Linked DNA regions of Ovis aries: all the other regions are linked to region 1. The links are chromatin contacts, called in public Hi-C maps. All regions are on one chromosome and are shown on one strand. Each heading gives the region's core, a stretch centred on a gene start, on an enhancer-like site or on the middle of the called end of the contact. The rest is flanking DNA. Distances are from core to core; before and after follow the strand shown.

Region 1 (3,735 bases), core at 415-2,914:
GTGTAGTTGGTTCCTCCACAACTGGTCTCCATCCTGAGTTTCAACTCTTTCTCTCCCAACCAAGGGAAGCCACACTAAGCTATTCTCTTTTGTTAGAATTTGTCCTACTCTTTCCCCACATCTCTGTTTTTGCTCAAGCTGTTCCTCCTTCCTGGGAGGTCCTCCCTCCCTTCCTCCTTCCATCCGCCTCCCCACCTCTTCTATCCATTAAGATGCTTTGACTTAGGCCCCTCTAGATCAGACATAAGTGTCATCTCCTGCAGAATACAAGGAGTAGATGAAACAAGTCCTGGTGGGTTGCCAGAGACTAGGTTTCTAGCACACTCCCCACCCTCAAACACACACACTAATTTGTCCTGTTCTAGCCTGCAAGTTTCTCAGCCCACCCATCCGGGCTTCAGCCTATTCTTGCCTAATGGGGTGTGGGGTGGTTGGATTTTATTGCACTACTTACTTCAGATAAACCAGGATCCAAATTAATCCTGCAAGCCAGGACTGAGGCTGCCCTTTTCTGTCTGGTTACTTCCTGAGTGTACCTGAAGTTCTGCAATCAGCCTCGACCTTCCCTTTTCACTGACCCTCTTTCCCTGAACCTTCACCTGGAGACCTTAGGCTGGGTGCCCGAGAAAGCGGTAAAGAGACTGGCTTGTTAAAGCCGGAAACCGGAACCAGGCCCACCCATAAGGCACCCTCTAGCAGATCCAAACACGGCCCAGGGAAAGAACCCTCGTGGAAGCATGGTGGCAGGCTCGACAAGGGGAGGGGCTGCTTCTAAAAGAAAAAAGAAAAAGAAAAAACAACAACAACAAACCACAACCTTGATTGGAAATAAGCCTGTGTGCGTGTGTGTCTGCGTGTCTGTGCATTTAAAAACAAAACCACGTTAAAGGAGCCGCTCCCTACCCTACAGGTCCGACCACCCGCTGGGAGTTTGCGAAGCAAGCAGGGCAATACGAGTGGGAGAGACTCATTCACGCGCCCACAAAGTGCCTCCTGTCTCGGAACCGCTCGCCCAGGCCCCGCGGGCTGCTCCGGGCAGCCGTCTTCAGCCCTTCGGTCCCGCGCGCAGAAAGAGCGAACCTTGACGCAGCCAGAGACCCGCAGCTCCCGCCGCGGCGGCAAACTCCCCAGTCGCCGCCTCTCCCAGCCCCGCGGCCTGGGCAGTCAATCAAGCCCGCCCGGCCCCTCCCGTGGGCTGCAGGGGACGGCCAATCAAAGCCAAGCTCCGCAGCGATGAGCTCAGTCGGCTTGCTTCCCATTGGACGGCTATATTAAGAAAGTCGCCGAACTCTTTAAATAGCGGGCGCTAGGGCCGCAGCCTGCATCTGCCGCCGCAGTCGGGCTGAGTTCGTGTTCTCTCTTGTGTTTTCGCCTAGGCCTAGGGAGATCCAGGAGGGAGCTAGGCCGCATCCGCTTGCTCTGGCCACCGTTTGCTCACAAAGGCGCCGACCCGAGACCAGGGGCGAGGAGAGCGGCCGCCGCTCGGGAGCAGCGCGGAGACGCACCGTGCGCCCTATGCCCCCGAGTCCCCCACCGCCCCCGCCGCGGCAGTCCGAGCACTACGAGGGAACGCGCGCCATCCCGGGACCTGGGTGCAGCTAGCGACCCTTGTCCCCAGCGCGCAGCCCGAGGTGAGCAGTGAGCGGCGAGCGGGACGGCAGCGAGGCGTTCGCGGGGCCCCTCCTGCTGCCCGGGCCCGGCCCGCTTATGGCGGCCATCCGCAAGAAGCTGGTGGTGGTGGGCGACGGCGCGTGCGGCAAGACGTGCCTGCTGATTGTGTTCAGTAAGGACGAGTTCCCCGAGGTGTACGTGCCCACAGTCTTCGAGAACTATGTGGCCGACATCGAGGTGGACGGCAAGCAGGTGGAGCTGGCGCTGTGGGACACGGCGGGGCAGGAGGACTACGACCGCCTGCGGCCGCTCTCCTACCCGGACACCGACGTGATCCTCATGTGCTTTTCGGTGGACAGCCCGGATTCGCTGGAGAACATCCCCGAGAAGTGGGTGCCCGAGGTGAAGCACTTCTGCCCCAACGTGCCCATCATCCTCGTGGCCAACAAGAAAGACCTGCGCAGCGATGAGCACGTCCGCACAGAGCTGGCCCGCATGAAGCAGGAACCGGTGCGCACGGATGACGGCCGCGCTATGGCCGTGCGCATCCAAGCCTACGACTACCTCGAGTGCTCGGCCAAGACCAAGGAGGGCGTCCGAGAGGTCTTCGAGACGGCCACGCGCGCCGCGCTGCAGAAGCGCTACGGCTCCCAGAACGGCTGCATCAACTGCTGCAAGGTGCTATGAGGGCCGCGCCCGACCCGCCTGCCCCTGCCAGCGCGGCTCCCCATCCCGGGCCCGTCCCCCACGAGCCCGGAGAAGGGGAGAACCTTGCCCCCCCCAAAGACCCCCACCGGACTGCCTGGCGTCTGCTTTCAGCCCCGGCAGCCGTGGCCTGGAGACTCAGGCTCTGGCACCCGAGAATCGGCCGCGTGGTAGGCACCCGGCGCCCCCTTTCCAAGTGTCTGTGCGTCCGGCTGTGTGGCACAGGCTTGGCCACCCCACTGAGTGCCAAGGGTCCCCTGAACACCATTTTCTGAAGAGCGAAGCCTCTTCAGGGTGTGTGGCTGTGTGTATGTTCGACTCCCCGCTGCCGAGTTTTCACCCCACGCCAGCCCCTGCTCCCCGGACATGAGCTTGGCGCCGGGATGCGGCCGCGCCCCATCGGATGTGCGTCTGTAACCAGTGAGCGCCTGCTATGCCCTGTCTGTAACATAGACCTCGGGACCTGCGGGAGGGGAGGGCTGGGGAGGATGGGGTGTTATATAAATATAGATATAATTTTATTTTCGGAGGTAGGATGGTGTTATTTAATGGTGGTGGTGGGTGGAGTGACAGGGCGCTAGAACAGCTCCAGCCGGGTCTGAGTGAGGCGTCATCCCAGCACGAACAAGACTTGGCCATGTTTCCTACCCCTGGGGAAGACATTTGCAGCTGACTTGGGGCCTGAGAGGACACAGCTTCCAGACTCCTGTCTCCTGCCAGCCAGCCCCCCCACCCCCCACCCCCCGGCGAACCCCTCACTAGCCATTGAGAAGGAGGGGTGAAGTGTGCTGCAGGTTGTTTTTGCCATAAGCGAACTTTGTGCCTGTCCTGCAAGTGAAAATTGTTCAGTCCAAGAAACTGATGTTATTTGATTTATTTAAAGGCTTAAACTTGTTTTTTTTCTTCTTTTTGGAACGAATTCTTTGCACAATTGTTTCATTGTTTGACATTTAATGCACTTGTCATTTGCATAAGACAGTAGCATTCTGACCACACTTGTACGCTGTAACCTCATCTACTTCTGATGTTTTTTTAAAAAATGATGACTTTTAAAAAACAAGGAGAAGAAAAAGAAACCACTAATTTTTTTCTTTTGAAAAAAGTGGCAACACTGTTCTATTTTGCGATTTTATTTGTGCACGTATGCGCACTCTTTTGATAAAGGGCAGTAACCAGTATTAGGGCCTATCTAAAACCTTTTGTTGTTGGTTTTTTTTTCCCTCAAGGCAGTCTCTAAAGCTGTGTGAAATTTTCTCTGCATCTCTGTACAGAGAATAAACCTCCCTCTTGTGTCTCTTTTCTCCCCCTCCCTTCCCCCATCCAGTGGTACTTCTACTAAATTGTCTTGTTTTTTTATTTTTTAAATAAACTGACAAATGACAAAGTGGTGAGCTTATGATGTTTACATAAAAGTTCTAT
Region 2 (3,735 bases), core at 472-2,971, 170 kb after region 1:
TAGTGGAGGTGATGGGATTCCAGTGGAGCTGTTTCAAATCCTGAAAGATGATGCTGTGAAAGTGCTGCACTCAATATGCCAGCAAATTTGGAAAGCTCAGCAGTGGCCACAGGACTGGAAAAGGTCAGTTTTCATTCCAATCCCAAAGAAATGCAATGCCAAAGAATGCTCAAACTGCTGCACAATTACACTCATCTCACACGCTAGTAAAGTAATGCTCAAAATTCTTCAAGCCAGGCTTCAGCAATATGTGAACCGTGAACTTTCAGATGTTCAAGCTGGGTTTAGAAAAGGCAGAGGAACCAGAGATTGCCAGGAGCCAGCACGGGAGATCCCACCCATGACAAGGTCATGTAGGACTTGAGGGACTCCCTGGGCCGATCCCACCCATGACAAGGAGACCTGACAAGCTGCAATTCATGGGGTGGCAAAGAGTCGGACACGACTGAGTGACTGAACTGAACTGAACTGAAAATGAATTCTTTTCATAGAAAATTCTGAAAACCTTTTATATGTTAGTAGGAATGTGCCAACTAAAAATGCTTGTGTGGAAAGGCAAGAGTGGCAGAGAAACAAACACTTCATGGCAAATAGATGGGGAAACAGTGGAAACAGTGGTTGACTTTATTTTTGGGGGGTCCAAAATCAGGGCGATTGCAGCCATGAAATTAAAAGATGCTTGCTCCTTGGAAGGAAAGTTATGACCAACCTAGACAACCTAAAAAACAGAGACATTACTTTGCCAACAAAGGTCTGTCTAGTCAAGGCTATGTTTTTTCCCAGTAGTCATGTATGGATGTGAGAGTTGGACTATAAAGAAAGCTGAGCACCGAAGAATTGATGCTTTTGAACTGTGATGTTGGAGAAGACTCTTGAGAGTCCCTTGGACTGCAAGGAGGTCCAATCAGTCCATCCTAAAGGAGATCAGTCCTGGGTGTTCATTAGAGGGACTGATGCTGAAGCTGAAACTCCAATACTTTGGCCACCTGATACGGAGAGCTGATTCATTTGAAAAGACCCTGATGCTGGGAAAGATTGAGGGCCGGAAGAGAAGGGGACGACAGAGGATGAGATGGCTGGATGGCATCACCAACTCGATGGACATGAGTTTGGGTAAACTCCGGGAGTTGGTGATGGACAGGGAGGCCTGGCGTGCTGCGGTTCATGGGGTTGCAAAGAGTCGGACATGACTGAGCGACTGAACTGAACTGAACCAGAAGCATATACCTTCATGACAAAAGGGCTTTTAAATGTGCTTTTAATTTTTCTACGCTAATTGTATATTATTTGAGTTACAGTTAAAAATGTTCCTAGCAGAGTATTTCCAGCCAAAGGCAGAACTATTATGGGAGAACTTCACCTTTCTTAGAACTGTGAAATCTCTAAAACAGAAAGTTAAATATGAAAACTGTGTTCCACGTGGAAAGCGACGGTGAGGACATTAAGTGAAAAAGCAGAGTATAAAAGGCATGTGTGCTATGTTTGCAGTTATGCGGATCAGCCTGGGACAGGGATGCAAAAAAAAAAATCTGCAAACAGCACAGTGGCTGGGTGGTGAGGGTTTTTTTTTTCCTATCTTGAGGCACTTTCTAATGGTCTAGTAATGCCTCTTTCCCTAATCAAAACCAGGTTTAACAGACAAAGGAAAACCAGGCTTTGTGCCACGGCGCGCACCCTCCCAGCAGCCCTGCAGTGGAGCAACAGCGCCCCACGGTGGCCATGGCAGGAAGGGCCGACACCTGGAAACGGAGAGCCAGAGCCTGGCCCAGATGGGCGCTCAGGGTGGGGTGGCTGGGAAAGCAGAGATGCTGCATCCACAGAGGAACTGAGAGCACAGGATGGAGAAATGAGCACGCAGAGCACATCACTCCTGCAAAGATCAGAGTGTTCCTCACCGCAGGGTGGGGTGGGCCGCACTGCACCAAGAGGGTTAACAGGCCCACCTGGGGGTCCCAGGAGAGGCCTGACTTCAAGGCAGGGCTCTGCCACACCTAAGGCTCTGGCCAAGCGCCCTCTCAGCTCTGTCCTCTATGTTCCCATCTGTGAAAGGGGGGTATAATCCCAGGGCTCTGCTGGAAGACTGGATCGAGGGCCAAGACAGGGAGGTGGCATCAAGTCCTAACTCTGCCATTTGGGGCTGAATGAATGTGAATGAATCACCAGACCCCAAACATCAGGCTCTTCATACACAGAATGGGCCTGATGCCAGGGCCAGCTTCCTAGGGCACCATTTCCCAAGCCAGATCCACAACGGATCCGGAAAGCAATGTGGTGAGTCATGACCTTTAAAAAAAAATAGAAAATATCTATCCATGTGAAGGCTAATCAATTCCTGGCATTTAATACATTCTCCAAAAAAAAGCTAGTTGTTATTATTCCCAATGGAGGCAATAGCACTGACTATTATCACATTGCTTAAGAAAAGACTGACAGAAGGTCAAAAGACTCCGGGATTTCTTTCAGGTGCTCAGCTCTCCTTGGATTCAGGAAGGAGGCCCATGAGTGCAGAGCTGGGGATGGCACTGGGGGGCCGAAGTGGGGGTGACAGTCAGTACCTTGCCCGACAATCTGCTACTGAAGTAAAAGCAGGAAATTAAAGGCAGCCCTTGCCAACCCCAAAGAGCATTTTCCTACCCCAAAACGGAGCAGTTTTACTAAGCACATCCTTCAGCCAAAGGCTGGCACAAACCACGCAAGCCGATCTCAGTCTGAGGGCGAGCAATATGCAGTTACTCAGAACAACAGACAGGATGAGTTCAAACAAATACAGCCCAACACGGCCCTCGGGCTGCCCAAGGCTGATAATGAACTTCTCCCAATATGATCTCACTGTCGTTCCCTCAGGGACACTGACCTCCTCCCAGGTCAAGGCCAGCATGAGGGGCTGGGAGGAGCCTGACTCCTGGGCACCAAGGAGCTGCAGGGCCTCCGGCTCTTGTCTCCCATCTCCCTGAGCACCTGGGATCTTTCTCAAGTCTGGCTCCTTGGCCCCGCTAGGCTGGCCTCACAGTGACCCTGTGACCACATGTCCCCATGCACCCACCCTCACTGTCACACAGGAGAGGAAGCCCTGCCAGCAGTGGGCAGAGCTCTCTGGGCCGCACTTTTCATGCTGTTCAAGTTGAACTTGCCTCTGCCTCATCTCTCTTCGGCTCTAATTTCTTTCTGGAACAGGACTTGCCAGACGGGCAGAGACAACGTCACCCTGGGTCTGCAGTCCAACTCTGCGGAGGCGGAGAGGCAGAAAGACGGGGCCGTGACATCTAAGCCACTTACCCTACACGAGAGCCCCAAGAGACCGGTTGCCATCACTACCCTGTGCTTCCGCTGCAGAAAACTGGCGGAGAGGGATAAACTGCCAGGACTCCAGCCCAGGCAGTTGGCTCCGAGGTCTCGGACAGGATTCCGAGCTCCATTTGCATCCCAGCACCACTGTTCCCCAGTCCCCTGACCGCGGGCAAGGCATCCGGCCCCTGCAGACGCCAGTCTCTTTAACGTGTCAAGCGACGTGACAATGCCTGCTTGCGGGGCGAGCTGTCAGTGAGATCCGGGAGACAAAGGGCGTGGTACACCACCTGGTGCACAGTAGGTGCTCAAAACCAACAGTTCCCACCTTGCTTCTTGCTCATTTCAGCCAAGAAGTGAGGGTGCTGGGGGAGGTGGTGATGGTGCTGAGTCTGTCTGGCTCCCCTGTCTCCTTCTGGTTGGGAGGTCCTGCCCACCGCCTCAGCCGGT
Region 3 (3,735 bases), core at 532-3,031, 140 kb after region 1:
TGAGCCCAAAGGCACCAATGTCAAGAGAAAAAATGACTTCAAGAACAGGCAGGTGCATCAGCCGGACTGCTTCTCACTAATTAGTAATAATAACGCTTTCAGCTTAGATTAAGGGAAAATGAGGCGCTGTGTGTCAAGCTGCTGGCCTGTAACCATGCAGCGTGTCCATGCTCATGTGACCATGGGACAGCACACACCTTCCCCTCTCTGATCAAAGCCTGCAGCAGGAAGAGCCACCCCACCCCCAGGACCTACCTACTGCTCTATGAGAGGCTCGGTGAGCAGTCTTCTCCTCTCTGGCCCTTGAGAACTCTGCCAAAGCACTTCCTTGACCCCAGCAAACAAGGTTCCGTGCATTTTCCAATCCGAAGGGAGAGCTGGTGGGCACCTCTGGCAGCACTGAGACCTGAAAACTGCTCCAGGGGTCCAGGTGGACCACTAGGTCTTCTCCCAGGAAGGCTCATTCTCATCAAGGCCCTTGCAGTCCAAGCACCTGGGGCTTGATGAGGCCCTTGGGAGCAGCCTGGGCGTGTTTTTCCGATCCTGAGGCCCTCAGCCTCATTCCACGAGGGGAGGGAATCCACGGATTTGCTCAGGCCATCTCACCTACCTCCGAAAGTTGGTGAACTGCCTTGTAATAAGTTCGCCACATCTGCCTGCCCCAGACAACATAGGGCTGCAGGAAAGAAAAAGGAAAGTTGGAGGAGGAGAGAGAGCCTTTGATGAACTATGCCAGTCAGCGCCCAGGGCTTCCAGGCCTCGAGGATTTGGGCCTCTCATTTCCTCAGAGGACTCTGGGGGCAGGGCCTCCCCTTCAACACGTGCCCCCAGCTTCTTCCCTCCATTTTGCACGTCTGCTGAACCACAAGCCCCTTCCACCACCAAATGTTCACTGAGCCTCAGCTGGAGCCCAAGGCACCTGGAGGCTGTGGAGAAGCTCACTAAAAGTAGGGCATGGTCTGGGGAGACAGAGCTGGTCTCCGAGACTGCTGAGTGTCTTCTGGACTAAAGAACTTTCTCACCGTGGCTCTTTTTTAAAAAAACAAAAATCTATTTTTATATTTATATGTTATAAAAACAGTAAAATTGAACAGAAAATGCGGAGTCCCATGTTTTGAGGTCCATCTGCATCATTATATTATATCTACTAGTAGTCTCTTCCCCATTGCTGAGTAGTGTTGTACCGTAGGGGGCTTCCAGGGCGGTGCTATCGGTAAAGAACTCCTGTGCCAGTGCAAGAGATAAAAGAGACTTGGGTTCGATCCCTGGGTCAGGAAGATCCCTTGGAGGAGGGCATGGCAACCCACTCCAGTATTCTTGCCTGGAGAATCCCATGGACAGAGGAGCCTGGCAGACTACAGTCCATAGGGTCACAAAGAGTTGGGCACAACTAAAGCGACTTAGCAGGCACACACACACATTACACTGTATGGATGTACCTGCTAAGTCTATGTATTGCCTTGTGATGGATATTTGGGTTGTTTCTGTTGGTTGTGGGTGGGGTTGTTTTGAGTAACTGCTGCCATGGACATCTATGTGTAAGCCTTTGCGGGTGTGGCTTTTCAAAGGGGTTGCTGAACACCCTCTGCCCAACGGTTGCCCTGAGTGAACCAGGGATGATGAGGAAGTTGGCAGCGTAGGCTCCAGGCAAAAAGAGGAAGGGGTGTCAGTGCTGAGGCCCCTCACGCCCTCCTCACAGTCCAATCAGGCCACAGGGCTGCCAGAAAACTCTCCTTGACCTTCCCTTTCTAGTCCTGCTCTGAACAATAGGTCAGGGGCCGGGAGAGGAAAGTGTGGTGTTTATTTCCTTGTCTCCGTGGTGACGGGAGGGCTGCACCAGGTCTGGAGTGTGGGGGTTGTAGGGATGAGCTCCTGGGGTTATTAGGACTCTGCATCGGAATGACATCTTCTAGCAGCTCACTTCCAGCATGTTCAATCTACTGTGCTTCCTTGGCCTTCCAAGGCCTATCCGGATCTAGGCTCCTGCTTACCTCCCAGAGCCTCCAGACACCAGGCACCTCAGCACCAGGGCCCCTTAGTGGGTCTCTGATGACATCACTGACTCAACGGACATGAGTTTGAGCAAACTCCAGGAGAGAGTAAAGAACACGGAAGCCTGGCGTGCTGTAATTCACAGTGCCGCAAAGAATCGGACACGACTTAGCAACTGAACAACAACAAATAGTTTTGCGTTCTCTCATGATCCCTACCCTGTGAGACAGCAGGAGGAGACTGTCTCAGCCCTCTAGGCAGATGGGCAGATAGTGGTTCAGAGAAGCTGAGAGGTTGCCATAGATTGACCCAGCCTCTCCTCTCTCTTACACCCATCCTAGTACAGAAGCCCCCGACGGCGTCCCTTTCTACCCAAATGTCTGGCTCTCATTCCAAATTCCTTATAGCACAAAAAACAACCAACAACTCGATGTAATTTTGACTATCAGTTCACATAAAATGTGTACTGATCAAAGCGAAAAGTGAAGTTGCTCAGTCGTGTCCAACTCTTTGCAACCCCATGGACTGTAGCCTACCAGGTTCCTCCATCCATGGGATTTTCCAGGCAAGAATACTGGAGTGGGTTGCCATTTCCTTCTCTAAGAGACCTTCCTGACCCAGGGATTGAACCTGGGTCTCCCACATTGTAGGCAGACACTTTACCGTCTGAGCCACTGATCAAAGAAGTGCACAAATATTAACTTTCTCCCTAAAACTACCCTAATGAAGCAGGTACAATTATTATCCCCATTTTACAGGTGAAGAAACTGAGGCACAGAAAGAGTAACTAACTGACCCAGTACCACACAGCGAGGTGGCTGGAGAACCAGAAGCTGGCCCACACTTTCAGCCACTGCCCTCTGCTGCCCATGGATTTTTTTTTTCTTGTTTGTTTCATTTTCCAGTCATTAATTTTCTTAACGGTGTTACTGACATAGAAATTACTGGTATAATTTAAAATTCACTCCCTTAGAGTGTACAATTATAGGATTTCAATTAATTTAGAAAATTGTGTAACTATTACAACAAACCAATTTTAAACATTTCCCAATCCCCTCCCCAGCCCCCAAAAAGATCCTTTGTGTCCATTGGTCACTGTTTCAACCCCTAGTCAACGGCAACTACTAATCTTCTTTCTGTTTCTATAGATTTGTCATCTGGGAATTTCTCATGCGATATATGGTCTTTTGAGCATGACTTCTTTGCCTCGGGGTAATGTTACTGAGGCTGATCCGAGTTGTAGCGCGTCGTCATTCCTTTTTGTTGCTGAGTAATATTCCGTTGTGTGCCTGTTCCATATTCCATTTATCCATTCACTAGCTGATGGACTTGGAGTGGTTCCACTCTGGCCATGATGAACAAAGCTGCTGTATTTGTGCACAAGTCTTTGTGTGGACGTATATTTCCCTTTCTCTTTGGGTATATTCCTAGAACGGGGGATGATGGGCTTTGTTGTAAATCTATGCTCAGCTTTTTAAAAACCTGCCAAACGTCTCCCCCATCCCCGCCAAGGTGGCGCAACATTTTCCATCCTCATGTCTGTAGATTTTATATAGTCTGTGAGGCCAGGGTTCCAATCCTATGCCCACCCTAGGGTCACCCATGCAACCTGACCGAGCCTCATTAGAGCCTCAGGCAGGAGAAGGAGGCCCTCAGGCCAGAGGTCGAGTTGAGCCTCCGCTGCTCCTGGTGGTCCAAGAGACAGGTGGACAAGAAGTTAGCTGTTCTGAGCTTATGGCTGCA

Evidence for each region. A called contact is a pair of places that touch in the nucleus more often than the background predicts.
Region 2: a Hi-C map of hypothalamus shows a contact between it and region 1, with 6 times the contacts expected there. The contact joins the enhancer-like site here to the promoter of RHOB in region 1. A contact is called at or near these places in 13 of 16 Hi-C or Micro-C datasets (blood, hypothalamus, liver and 6 more).
Region 3: a contact with region 1 is called in a Hi-C map of blood, with 2.2 times the contacts expected there. The contact joins the enhancer-like site here to the promoter of RHOB in region 1. A contact is called at or near these places in 4 of 16 Hi-C or Micro-C datasets (blood and hypothalamus).

The regions. Positions count from the first base shown.
Region 1 is chr3:28,325,556-28,329,290 of ARS-UI_Ramb_v3.0, forward strand. It overlaps RHOB (ras homolog family member B), which reads left to right and starts at 1,665. Exons shown (of 1, transcript NM_001127673.3): 1 at 1,665-3,735. The coding sequence starts at 1,708. The coding sequence ends at 2,298. LOC114114138 (a long non-coding RNA gene) reads right to left here and starts at 1,136. Exons shown (of 3, transcript XR_003588978.3): 1 at 1,081-1,136.
Region 2 is chr3:28,491,405-28,495,139 of ARS-UI_Ramb_v3.0, forward strand. The region is part of intron 4 of HS1BP3 (HCLS1 binding protein 3); the gene reads right to left. Among named protein-coding and RNA genes, the nearest start is that of HS1BP3, 28 kb to the right of the region's middle. Within about 2 kb of position 1,722, at least 12 of the 54 cell types and tissues checked have an H3K27ac peak or open chromatin away from gene starts, as enhancers often do. A contact at or near this core is called in hypothalamus, where this site is marked.
Region 3 is chr3:28,464,225-28,467,959 of ARS-UI_Ramb_v3.0, forward strand. No RefSeq gene overlaps it. Among named protein-coding and RNA genes, the nearest start is that of HS1BP3, 56 kb to the right of the region's middle. Within about 2 kb of position 1,782, at least 6 of the 54 cell types and tissues checked have an H3K27ac peak or open chromatin away from gene starts, as enhancers often do.